Regions from separate parts of the Mus musculus genome. Here region 1 is linked to region 2. Evidence: chromatin contacts called from public Hi-C data. All regions are on one chromosome and are shown on one strand. Each heading gives the region's core, a stretch centred on a gene start, on an enhancer-like site or on the middle of the called end of the contact. The rest is flanking DNA. Distances are from core to core; before and after follow the strand shown.

The links. A called contact is a pair of places that touch in the nucleus more often than the background predicts.
Region 1: a Hi-C map of uterus shows a contact between it and region 2, with 2.2 times the contacts expected there. The contact joins the enhancer-like site here to the promoter of 1700001D01Rik in region 2. A contact is called at or near these places in 9 of 484 Hi-C or Micro-C datasets (cerebellar granule neurons, liver, nephron progenitors and 3 more), 4 of 115 datasets of contacts at active chromatin or transcription factors (cardiomyocytes, embryonic stem cells, pancreatic cancer cells and 1 more) and 2 of 9 other capture datasets (embryonic stem cells and embryonic tail).

Annotation. Positions count from the first base shown.
Region 1 is chr8:61,387,807-61,394,433 of GRCm38.p6, forward strand. It overlaps Sh3rf1 (SH3 domain containing ring finger 1), which reads left to right. Exons shown (of 12, transcript NM_021506.2): 12 at 5,863-6,627. The coding sequence ends at 6,031. Among named protein-coding and RNA genes, the nearest start is that of 5730405A17Rik, 37 kb to the right of the region's middle. Within about 2 kb of position 3,450, at least 19 of the 459 cell types and tissues checked have an H3K27ac peak or open chromatin away from gene starts, as enhancers often do. A contact at or near this core is called in uterus, where this site is marked.
Region 2 is chr8:61,285,414-61,291,956 of GRCm38.p6, forward strand. 1700001D01Rik (RIKEN cDNA 1700001D01 gene) reads right to left here and starts at 3,459. Exons shown (of 5, transcript NR_045475.1): 1 at 3,331-3,459. The region is part of intron 2 of Sh3rf1 (SH3 domain containing ring finger 1); the gene reads left to right.

The DNA of each region.
Region 1 (6,627 bases), core at 2,200-4,699, 100 kb after region 2:
GGTGGGGCTAAAGGTTTTTTAAAAAAAAAGTGCTGTCAGTGGAAAGGAGCAGTCACGTGATGTGGAGAGGCACAGTCTCATAATGAGGAAGGATGGACCTTGAAGTGTGTTGACAGGTCCTGGTGTCAGCTGAGAGAAATTCTCCCGGGGAACAAAGGGATTCTTTTGTGTTTGTGGGAGAGACTGCGCAGAAAACAAGCAAGAAATAGCCTCATCTCCTGGAGGCAGAGGCTGTCTAATTGATGACAGCAGAAATAATAGAACAAATATTGTTAGGATCTGTTTTAGAAGGATGGAGGAAAAATAATTTGGAAATTGCAAGGTAGGAAGAAACAGTTTCAGAAGAGACAGAAAATAAAAGTATGTTTGACAGTTTTCTCACACACACACACACAGATGCGCACACGTGCACACACGCACACCTGCACACGCGTGTGCCCACATGGCTTAGGAAGGGGTCACAAGTCACCTTTTCCTCTATGTATTTTTAAGTTTAGGAATTAAAGCAATAGATACATAGCCTACAATGGAAAAGAATGGTGGTCTTTGATAAGGGATTAAACTAGCATACTCAGGAATATTCCAATTGGATAGTGGTAGATTTGCAGAAAGGCAGTCGGGCTTAAACAGCATGATTAATTTCTTTGAGTCGGTGACAATGAGTCCACTGGGTGAAGCAATGGACATAATTTATTTGGACTTTGCACGTGCTACGAAGCCAGCTAGTATGGTTTTGCCAGCAAAATACGTAATTGGATATTTGATTGCTGTGGTAAGTGACAGGAAGCAGGGAATGCTTAGTCGCTGGGACCAGGTTAAGAGAGTGCTTCTCAGGGTCACAGGGACACTCGTTACGGTTATATGAAGTGAGATTAAAAATGACAACATGTGAACCAGAGAGATACCAGTCAAGTCAGGCGGGGAAATGTAAGAAATAGAAAACTTTATGGTATCAGAACATTGTCAAAGCCTGTCCAGGTGGGAGTTAGAATGCCCATGACCCACTCTGGAAGGCGGGCACTGTCTATAGGGTGCCTTCTTCATACCACAATGGGAGTCTGTTTCTCCTGCTCCATTCTTGTGCCTGTCATAGTCAACCTTGAGGTAGAAGCTCATTTAGAGCTGAAGCGAGCCACACCCAACAACCAGAATTCTGGTCATCCCTTCTCTCTTCTCTCCCTTTCCTCTGGCTCCCTCCCCCTACGTACATGCACTCTACCCCTGCTCTCTTGCACCTTCTCAATCACTTTCTCTGGGTCTCCCGTGTTTTAAATAATATTTCCATTATTTTCAGTTATTTAATCATCTCATTTTTTTAGTTGTTTAAATATAGTTAACCCACAGCCAGATATAATGCAGAGCGTGAGAGATCTTAGAACACTCAGTCCTGACTGGGATGTCACCATCAAATCCCTCCCCTCAGGGCTCAGGGAACCCTGCAGAAAAGGTGGCAGAAGGAGTGTAAAAGCCAGAGGGGATGGAGAACAGGCGAGAACCAGGCCCTCTAAAGCTACCTGAGGTAAAGAGACTGAGGCAGCATGCACAGGCCTGCATGGTCTACACCAGGCCCTCCGTGTGCATCTTATGGCTTCCAGTTTAGTGGTTTGGGGTTTGTTTTGTTTTGTTGTTTTGAGAGATTTATTTTATGTGTATGAGTATACTATAGCTGTCTTAAGACACACTAGAAGAGGGTATCAGATCCCATTATAGACAACTGGTTGTGAGTCACCTTGTGGTTGCTGGGAATTGAACTCAGGACCTCTGGAAGAGCAGTCAATGCTGTCAACCACTGAGTCATCTCTCCAGCCCCCCAGTTTAGTGTTTTTTTGATAGGATTCCTGAGTGTGCAAACCAGTGGGTCTCTGATTTGTGTGCCTTCTCTTGGAGCCTTTTCTGTCTATTTGTCTTTTCCAACTCCCATATTACAGTTTTTGTTTCCTCTCACTGTTTTATTTTGCTGTGTTGTATCAGGATCCCTTAGAAGCCTTTTCTAACGAGAGGCAGAAGTGGGATGGGTGGGAATGAGAGGTGTCGAGGGAAGGAGCCGGGACAGTAGAGGAGGGGAACTAGAGTCAGGATATATCATGTGAGAATGCAATCTCTTTTCAATGGAAGGAAGACTAAAATCTAGTTAAAACTCACCCCTATTCAAAGGTACAGTCCACTGGCTCTGGGTGCCTTTACATTGATCGTGTGTCAGTGTCCGTCTCTAGAATGTCTTCTGCATCTTCTGTACAGGAAGACCACATCATTCACAGCTGCTTTCTTCCCATTTCTGTGGCCCCTGAAGTCTGTTCTCCTTTCTCTACACAGTGGTTTCATATCAGTGGAGTCCTAGAGCACCTTTCCTTCTTCGTCTGACTTTTTTCTCTTAGCATGATGCTTTCCGGATCCCTCCATGTTGTAGCATGTATTAGAATTTCAGTGACTTTTTTTTTTTTTAAGAACATTACACATTTTAAAAAATGCTTACTGAGTGGTTAGGTCTCACTCATTCAATGTGCTTAATAAGAATCATCTTATGTTCTGCCTTTGGTCACATGAGGCGGAGAGAGTTAATTCAACATTATCCACGAGTCGAAAATAAACGAGACAGCAACACAGATGGTAAAAATACAGTATGGACCGTGCTAAGTGCCGTGAGAAACACACACACGGCCCTCTGCGGGTCAGTCAAGCGTAAAATTACTTCCAGCTATGGGGCTAGAGGTTTCCCAGGGGAGATTTTGAGCCAGGTCTTGAGAGATTGATAGGGCGTGGATGAGCAGCGATATTGTGAGAGAGATTCCCCATGCAAGGAGCTGCAGGAGCCAATATGTGGAGGAGGAGGAGAAGTGGGGCTATGTTTGAAGAGACATGGGCAGGCTTCTTGGGGTGGGGTGGGGTGGGGGTGGGGTGTTTGCGATGACGATGGCTGCTATAGCTATAAAGCAGGATTATGGCCAGATCATTGAGGGCTTTGTGTAGCAGTGTGAGGATTAACCTTACAGACACTGAGAGCCCGCTAATGGTTTTTCACAATGGGTACCTACAGGTGGCATGACTTAATATAAATATTTGAGTTGTGCATGGAATGGATTGGGGACTGGAGGAAGTATAATACAAGAAGGGGGTGGGGCATAGTTAGCCCGTCAGCCAGATGACAGCGAAGGAGACCAATGGGGGTGCAGCTTTTGGAGGTGGCTCAGCAGGTGCCACAGAAGGTGCAGAATGTAGCTCAAGTTCAAGACGTTCAGAAGTGCCCGGGAACCCGATTCACACAAGGGCGAGCATGAGCCAGTAAGGCAGAGGGCTGGGCGGCAGGTGTGAGGGCCTTTGCAGCTGCGTATGACATCTGCTTGTGGATGTCTGTAAAGACTCTGCTTGGCAGGGCTTTTGCGTGCCTGAGTTCGCTGGGCTGTCCTGCCAGCATTTGGAGCTATGTGACAAAGTCTCAGTACAAACCGCTCCGTGAGGCTCAAGGCCAGGGCCCGAGCTGGAAGGCCTCTAAGTGGAGTTCCTCGGTGCCGACACCTGGCAGTCCTCACATGACGCACAGCATGTCACAGTTTCCATTCTGCACATGGCTTCTCACTCCACCACTCCACTCCCCCTCGAGGTCTATAACTTAGCAATGAAAATTTGTTCCCACTGGTAACTTGGCGGGAAGATTATGTTCTTAGCCCAGCAGCCACTCCAGTGCTGAATTTTCGGACAAAATTGGTTTAGTGCGTTTTTATAAAATGCAAATATTAATCTAATTCCCTTAAAGTTTTTAAACTTGTCTTGTTCCATTTTACCTTAAAGCGGCTTACAGGCTGCCAGTCAGCAACGCATCTCGTGAGAGATCTACACAGAATATGCTTTCCGTCAGTGGTATATTTCCCCCCAGAACTGCACAGCTTTGCTTAAATGTTAACTCGCCCCTAATGGCAACTACATCATTGTGTTTTATGTGGACTTTTGGCCTGTTGGCATCAGACCTGAGAAATCACATCTGGGTTCTTCTTTTAGATCACTGCACGATGAAGTTGTTAGTTTGCTTTTAAAGTTGTCAGTGAAAGGGTTCCAAAACTCTATGTCATTCTAAAGTGTGGGAACTCCCAGTGTCAGGACGTTCTTTAGCTTGTGGCCTGAGTTCATCTGTTAGTTAGGGACTAGCCCGCTTCTTAAAATTCCCCTCCCTGAAGTACCAGACCCCAGCATGCTCAAGGAAGCCCTATGCTTGAAGTGGCTCACATTCTGGGGTTGAACTGTACGTGTCGCTGTACCAAGAATGCCACTCTTTTGACCTCATTGTGCTACTTATAAAATAGATTGTCTAACTCATTGAAGTCCCATTCTCCAGGGGAGGAGACTGAGGCAGTGTTAGCTGGCTCAAAGTTAAGGTGCTCTGAGTGACCATAAGACTGTGTCAGTTCCCCTTCACCCACAGTGCCTCTCCACTCCTTCCTGCTCTGCATTTGACGACCTTATCTGTAAACTCATGTCTGAGTTGGCTGAACCTTTCTTGGAAAGGATAAACGGACCCAGCGCTATGCTTTTGCTGCAGACCTGGGAGGGTAGATTGGTACCCATGCCCTAGAGAGCAGAGTAATTGTTGGACAGCTACTTAGCTTTTGTGAAAAGTGAGCCCACTTGCTGTGGTCCTCAATAATGTGGTGGGTTCTGGGTTTTTATGGAATGGGGATTCAAGAGAGAACCAGGCTATACAGATGCTAGCAGGCCTGGTTTTAACGCAGCTCCTTCACATTATTGTTGACTAGTTTGGGGAAGACACTTTAGACCCTCACATGGTGCCTGATTAGGAGTGTCCAGTGGCCTCACCCATGCCAACTGATTGTCCCCGTCCTCAGTCACCTGGCCTCAGAAGTCACAGTCACTTTTGTACTATTTCTTTATCACACGGGGCATTGTAGAAGAAAACTGTGCATGTATGAGACTAGCAGAGGCAGGGATAGCTAGAAGATGGCTACCAAACACCAACAACAACCACCGCTTTGATTGGAAAGAGCAAGGCAGAGGAAAGAGAGAGATAATATCCAGTAGAGAAAAGACTGGGTCGGGAGACCCAAAATAAGTCACCCCTGCCTGACTTCCTTAGCTGCTAATCATAACCCTGCCTTAGAGACCAAGGCATAGGGGCACGGGGTTAAGTGATGGTAATCCACAAGGCTGCTGGGCAGTTAGGTACTAGCTACGCTTCTTCCCACTCACATCTGCCTTGAGAACTAAGGGCAAGCGAATAGATAAGACACAAGGAGATTGGAGTGTCAGCATCATTGCTGGCCGTGGTGGGCAGAATTGAGCCCACAGTTCTCTCATTTCTGTGTAGACCTTGGGACCTCTTCCCAATGCAAGACTTGCCTATGTAAAGGCAGGCAGGCACTGCCTCCTGAATATCAAACCCAGAGTAAGGGATACCGAAGACAGTCCTCCAGATCTGCCCCAGGCAGCAGACCTGACACCTCACCTCGCCCAGCTCAGTACACTGCCTGCAAGAAGTCTTGGCTTGCTCAGCTGTTTGTCCTGGTCTCAGAAATCAAATCTACTTGTCTCTTCCTGGAGTAGAGGGTAGGACAGGAATGGTTTCCCTATTAAGAATCCACACAACACATATCCTTAGGTATAGCTAAAATACAAATACTGAAGGCAGACAAAAATGTCTCTCCCTGTGGAGGTCACTCACAAACACCAGTTTGGCCCTCGTTAGTGGATGAAGATGAATACCCAGCTCAGGCTTGGCTAAAGAGAATTGCTGGATTTTGAGTTGCGCAAAGCCTTGTGAATGGCTGTGTGAGTTCTATCGGTGCCGAGGCACGCTGTGAAGTGACGGTGCACCGTTTTTATTGCTGACCTGAAGAGTCTGCTTCTCTCGCACAGGCACAGGGTGGTGGTTTCCTACCCTCCTCAGAGTGAGGCCGAACTTGAACTCAAGGAAGGAGATATTGTGTTTGTTCATAAGAAACGAGAGGACGGCTGGTTCAAAGGCACGTTACAGAGGAATGGGAAGACTGGCCTTTTCCCAGGGAGCTTTGTGGAAAACATCTGAGAAGACGGGACACGGAGAAAGCTTATCATCACACCACGTGTGACTAAAGAGCACAAAGCAGTTTCATAGAAAGAGCACATCTGTGGACTTCCAGATCTTCAAGAACCGAGCAGAAGATGGGCACCTGACTCCAGAGCCCCGGCCTGGTTACCCCAGGGGCAGAGGGAAGGAGGACACACCTGTGTGGGTTCCGTCTCTCTGGGTTCTGATGTGTAAAGTGTGCCTTGTAATGTCTAATGGACTTTACAGATAAATGTCTTTTTTTTTTTAAGATGTATAACTAAAATGGACAATTGTTTACAAGGCTTAACTAATTTATTTGCTTTTTTAAAACTTGAACTTTCTTGTAATAGCAAATTCTTTGGGTTATGGTTTTTAGAAAATATTAATTTATGAAATGATGGTTAAGGAGAAGCTGGGTTCTCTCCTGTCTGTTGAGAGCAAGAGATTCTTTTTGACATAGACTGCATCTCCCCCTCCCCTGCTTGCTGCCCTCCTCCCTGCCGTTATATTTGGCTCCGTTTAGACAAAAATGCCAGTTTTCCAAACAGACAGCTGAATCAGTACCGGGAAGGACCTGGGGAGGGGAGCCGGCA
Region 2 (6,543 bases), core at 2,209-4,708:
TTGTTGTTGTTGTTTTTGAGACAGGGACTTACTATATATCCCTGAGTGGTCAGGAGCTAACTCATTATATAGACCAGGCTGGCCTCGAACTTGCAGCAGTTCTCCTGCTTCTGCGTCCTGAGTGCTGGGATTACAGGCGTGAGTCACCATGTTGGACTAGGTTAGGCAATTGTTTAAATGCTTTTAGAATTGCTTCCCCTCCCCCCCCCCCCCCTTGAATCAAAAACCATTTTCATTCTACACTGATCTGGTGCGTTGGTAACTTCTGAGAAAGGGGAAGACAGGATTAGTCCAGTGGGTACATCAGCCCCTCTCAGACTTCTTGTGAGAAGATACACTGGAGGACTTTCCCGGACAGGTGAGTGTTTGTCAACACTTGGACGAGATGGGATGTCTTAAAACTCACCCCAGAAGGATGCTGCTTTGCTTTCCTCCTTAGGGCTTTTCCTTTGACATGCCTGGAAATTCGCCTGCGTTTCTCAGTGATTTGATCTTATTTTCCCTAACTCAATTATTAAGAGAGAAGAGATAGTGGCTTCAGAGCATTCCCCAGGCTGATTACCGTCTTAGCAATGGGATTACAAACCCATAAACTAGTTTCCTTGATAGACATCTCACAAGCCATTTCTGTTTCTCCGGAGATGCACATGTGGTGTTAATTTTTGACCCGATTCGTAGGACCTCTGATACCCTGACACACAAAGAACAGTCACAGGAAAGCTAGACTTACTGGCATTAACTTTTTTATTGCTCTTGCCAAAGGAATACTGTGTACTGGATCTGACTCCGGTTTCAAAACAAATGTCAAAAATTTAAAACACTGGACTTAGTGGAACGTAAATAGTGCATTTAATGAAGCAGTTTCCCGGGGGCTCCCTCATTACCCTGTCCCATCAGGTAACTCCATTGCTGGTAATGTCCCACGTTAGTGTAGGATTCCTCCCCTGCCATAGCTCTCTGATTGACGTGGAGGGGAGGTGATTGACCTGGAGGGAGACACTTCACTCCCTTGGAAAGTTTTTTCAGCCAGCGGGTCAACTTCTTAATTCTAAAGAAAATGGTTTAAATGAGAGAAAGGAGAAGTAATGAGCCCATCTTATCGTGAGCCCTACCCCAGCTGCCGTAGGAAGTCGAGCTCTCTGACACCGAGGAGGCATCTACTGTTAACTGTCAGAATGTGATGTTCTTCATTCTCCACTCTTAGTGCATGAAATGCAGATCTTAGCTTGCTCTGGGTTGTTGGAGGAAAGAGATACTGTGTTATTTGGTCATAAAAGTATGCTGTTTTGATTGGGGCGGGGGGGGGGTGTGCGTGATAAAACCTTGGCAGAAAATGTGATTTAATGAAATACATGTTGGAAGTTTTGTTGATGTAGTTTGATTAAAAGAAGATGTGCACCTCAAAATTTAAGCGAAATGGTAATTAAAAAAAGAACCCTGCAGCATTTAAGACCCTTGAGCCGATGTTAAGGGGACGGAGGGGAACCACGCGGGGAATATAGTGTTACCGTTGGAGAAGCTAATTCTTTCCTGAAGAGCATGCTCTATGTGGGGTTGGTTTGTTTTGCTTTCCTGTCTCATTTGATCATCCACCGTGAAGTTTTACTTCTCCTCTGAGTTCCCTTTTCCTCAGAGCCTGTCAGGGTGAAGTAAGTTAGAGCGAGGGGACTGGAAGGTATTTTCTGAATGTCTCCCGTGTGCCAGGAGTATGCTGGCCACTCTCTGCACAACAGAGCTGTGGCCTCAAAAGTATTAATTTCCTACTTGGCAAAAGGCCACCACTCACGGTCATAGACCTCAGTCAGTGCAACCAGATCCTAAACCCTACCTGTTGAGCACCAGGGCTGTATTCTGTTTTCCGTGGGGTGTCCCTCGGTGTGTGATTTCATAGAGTCATGGAACTCTACTGGGAAGAGGGGAAGAGCCTGCCGGAGAGTGAATCTCTTCACTAGCGCTAAGAAACTCTGGAGGGTTGGAGATGTAGCTCCATTGGCAGAGTGCTTTTCTAGCCTATGTGACACACAGGGAAATGGTGGCAGAGACCTGCAATCCCAGGGATGGAGGCAGGAGGATCAGAAATTCTAGACTATACTTGGGTTTGAGGCTAGCTCAGATTCTGAGATCCTGCTTCCAAGAGGGGTGGGGGCGGGACCGGGACCAGTCATTCATTCAGGAAATCTTTTCTGTCTTTCTTCTCAAGAGCCATCTCCCTAAAGAGTTCAAGGGAATGAGCATTGCCATCTAACTATAGTCTGTTTCATTTCCCTTTTATTTATGTTGTCTTTTTGCTTGGAAAGTGTACACCTGTCCATGTTTCAGGTTCCTTTCATTGAGGGCACCATTAGCATTTCTAACGGGAAGTTCACCAAACTTTACCTGAGGTGCAGAGTTTAAATCTTCCGATGGTAACACAGCTAAGTGATTCAAAAGGGCTAGGCTTCCCTTTTGCTGGAAACTGTTTCATGCTGTTGGTAGACGAAATTATTATTGTGGTTGTTTTTGTAGAAACAGACAGTTACCCAGGCATGGAATTATCGGATACTCTGGTTTCTGAAGGTGGATATTTACTTCCATTGTACTTTCAGAGGCTCAGACAATTGTGACTATGCTTTAAACCCAAATAATAATTATAAACAGGCTGGAAACTGAAGACTTTGATTCATTTTAATTTATTCTTTAGAAGGAGCTACAGATGAGACGGTACACTGAAATAGGACTGCCCGGCCTGGGCTTGAGTTCTCCTCCACACAGAGACCTACTGTTTAAGGCTGCTAAATGTGTACTCTATTTGCCTGGGTGTGTGGGCACAAGAGAAATAGAGAGGGCAAGAATCGAGGTTGATCTTGTGCCAGAAACCAGATCTCTGCTGAGGTTAGTAAGCACTGAACTGAAGCATCGGGTAAAGAAACGGTTCTTGTTAGGGTCCAGACACGAGTGCTAGTCCTGTCTCAGCATGAAGGACACTGTTTTGCACGAAGTAGCCCCCAACCCCCAGGCTTTGCAGAGTGAAGACAGAGATACCATCCATCCCGGCTCTTTGTTTGGGGAGTCAGAGAAGTCCTGGTGGACCCTCACTGTGTTTGCTTTGAGTTGGCGTTGGTCCCGTGCCAGGCTATGTATGCATCTGATATGCATCGTCTCATTGAATTCTCCCAGTGACCTTATGAGATGCCTTTTCATTTTTGAGACGGGCAAACCAGACCTGGAGAACATTGGCTACTATGTAACTCACAGCCAGTGGAGCCGGGCCCTGAACCCAAATTGATCTTAACCATTAGTGGCATTTGCAGTTTTGACCAGGATCCTGGCCACTCGGTTTTCCCCACTTGCCTGCAGTGATGGATGGAGAGCGTTGAACTTGAGACCTCGTCCTGAGCACTCGGAACAGTAAGCTTTGGTGCACTTTGGAAAGAATAAAATCAACAAACTGGCTCAGCTGGGAGATGGGAGCTGTGGGAGAAGGCAGCAGTGTTTTCTCTCTGACATCACAGGAAGTTACCATGGAAATGATTATGGTATTATGAATACAAAATTATAACTTTGAGCAGGAAATAAGCTGCCCGAGGAAGCAGAACACCGAGGAACAGCAACATCGTTGTCATGAAAATGTCTTTTAGGTTTTAGATGAACAAATTTAGCAACATGAGGTCTGAATGCCTGGTCTCTTTCAACATTCCCGAAACATCAGTGTTAAATTATTCTTTTAACTCTCTTGGTTTTGTTCCTACTTTCAGGACTTGTTGAAAGTAAAACAACTCCCATGTGTGCATGTGTGTTTGTAGTTTAGCAAATATTGTTTTTTAAAGATCCTCCTTGCCTCAGCCCCCGTTAAATCCCTCCTTCAAAATGTTCCCAGTGGAGATAAACTGTTTCCTGGCCTTTCCATCAACAGATTCACTTCAGAAGGAGTTAGGGCTGGCATTTGTTAATTGCCAAGGCCAACTGTAGCAATTGGAGGGGAAGGGTAGATAATAAAAACCCAAATATAACAAGAACGTCAGTTCCCAATTTCATGATCCCCATTACTCTTTATGAAATGTAATGCTTTCCAAAAATGTTTGTTTAGAAAATGCTGATCATATTTTAAAGCTTTCCACAGGAAAGATGTTTCAGGCTGCCAGCCATCAGAAGTGGCAACGTGCTAGATTAGAGTCCACCATTTTCTTATGTTTGGAAGTGTGATGCTTTTATTTGTTTGTTTGTCTGCCTGGTTCTTTCTTGCACACGCTGAAGACAGCTGTGCTGCTCTCTTAATGGTGGGATTTTACCTTGAAAGGACCAAGTGTTCCACACAGGGACTTCATAGCTGTTCTGGTCCACTGTGCTCTAGAGCCAGGGTTGTCAACCTTCCTGATGCTGTGACCCTGTAATACAGTTCATCGTGCTGTGACGACCCCACCCCACACACCATAAAATTGTTTTGTTACTGCTTCATAACTGTAACTTTCCTACCGTTATGGATTATGAAGTAAATATTCTTAGACTATTCTGAGATCTACTGTATCTTCTCAGTCTATGAATAGGAAGAAAAAGGAAAAAGAGCATTAGCATTAGAATTTTAAAACAGCGAGTGGGTGCGGGGAGGGTAGCTCAGTGGTAGGGTTTTTGCCTGGTCTCCAGCACTGCTAGAAAAATAAATAAGAAACAATAACATAAGTCGGTAAAAGGAGCACAGATATGTCATTGAACTGGTCACAGATGAGCAGTGCATCCCATGTTGGTCATACTTAAGATCCATGAATGGTAATGTAGGTTATATTTGAAACATACAATATGCTTCTACATCTGGGAAGCTACCGTTCAATTTCAGATCATCACCGATATCTGACATCACCGTCCTCTTTCTCCCATCCTTTGCCAGCTTGTGTTTATCATTTATTTGTCCCGTAAAAAGTTTATAGTCCGTTGTATAAGTGTGAAAAGTGTTTAAAAACAGTAACGCTAGCTGTTCCTATTTTTACAAAGTCCATTGTTATGTTTCCAATTTATCTGTGTTGCAGTGAGCATGGTTCCTGCCTACTGATGCATACATTTCTCTAACAACCTTTACTTTCATTTGTGGATTGTTTGGAAATGATTTACAGTTTCCCAACATATGGGAACCTAAAACGTCTTTTTGTATTATTGTTTTTTTTTTTAATTGCTTTGTGATTAAAGGACTTGGTCTATATATTATCTATTTTTGGAAACCCATTGAGAATTTTGTGGCTTACTGTATATTACGTTTAGAAAGTACATGCATGAAAATTATATTAAAGTTATATATGGCACAAGCCTGTAATCCTGGAACTCAGAAGGCTGAGGCAGGAGGATTGCTGCAAGTTCATGGCTAGCCTGGGGAATCTAGTGGGTTCCTGGCCATCCTGGGCTACAGTGTGAAACTTTGTCTCCAAAAAACAAAACAGAAAGCAAGAAGTAAAGAGAGAGGACATCTGATGCACTTCACATCCTCCCCTCAAGCATGGCTTAGAACCTCCGACTACTGATGGGTTTATTTCTTCCCTCGGTGTTTTTAATTAAACTTTGCTATGTACATAGAAAGCTGACGTTTTTGGTTTCTCTGTGTAGCTCAGGCTAAGGTGGAACTCACTATTAGACAAGGCTGGCTTGGAGAAGAGATTCTCCTGCTTTAGGCCCCTAAGTGCTGGGACCACAGGTACATGCTGCCACACCTGGCCTCCTAGAACTATGCATAACAGAATGATAGTTTTCAGTTACAATCTTAATCTTTCTCCTCTCTTCTCCTCTCCCCTCCCCTCCCCTCCCCTCCCCTCCCCTCCCCTCCCTTCCCCTCCCCTCTCTCTTTCTCTCTTCCTGAATGGAGTGAAACCTAACCTACTAACTAAATGATAATAATGAATGTTGGACTTTATTAGGTTCTTCCTATGCTGGGTTTTTTCTTGATGTCTATGTTTTAGATGAGTTTCTTGCAACTATGATATTGCTGATTTTATTGACATGCTTTTAAAATACATTCTTATCTGATATTTAACTGGCAGATTAGTTTACAATTGTTCTATTATTATCTTTATCACCACCACCACCACCACCACCACCACCACCACCACCACCACCACGATGGAGTCAGGATCTCACTATGTAGCTCTAGCGGGACTGGAACCAGTCTGGCCTCAGATCCACAGACATGCCTGCCTCCTGAGGGATTAAAGGCCTGCTCCACTACACTGATTATTCATTGGCTTGATGCTGGTACTGTCACCTTCTGCTCTCACCTCTGTGTCCATCATCAGGTTCATTTTTTTCAATTGCTGGGACATTTAGAAGCTTTAGTAAGTGCTCCTAACTGCATTTGTTTTTCTGTTGTTGTGTTATTGTTGTTGGGTTTTTTCCCTCCTCCTCTTCCTCCTCCTCTTCCGGTGACTTTAAAGTGCTTTTATTTTATACTTTCTTCATTCCTTTAGGTAGATGGAGACTTCCATCTTGTACCTGTTCCCTCTGGTTTTGAATTTTCCCTTGCACACTTTCTGTGACTCTGTAAGCATTGCAAACCACTCTCTTCATCTGGTCCAATCGTCTTTTCTT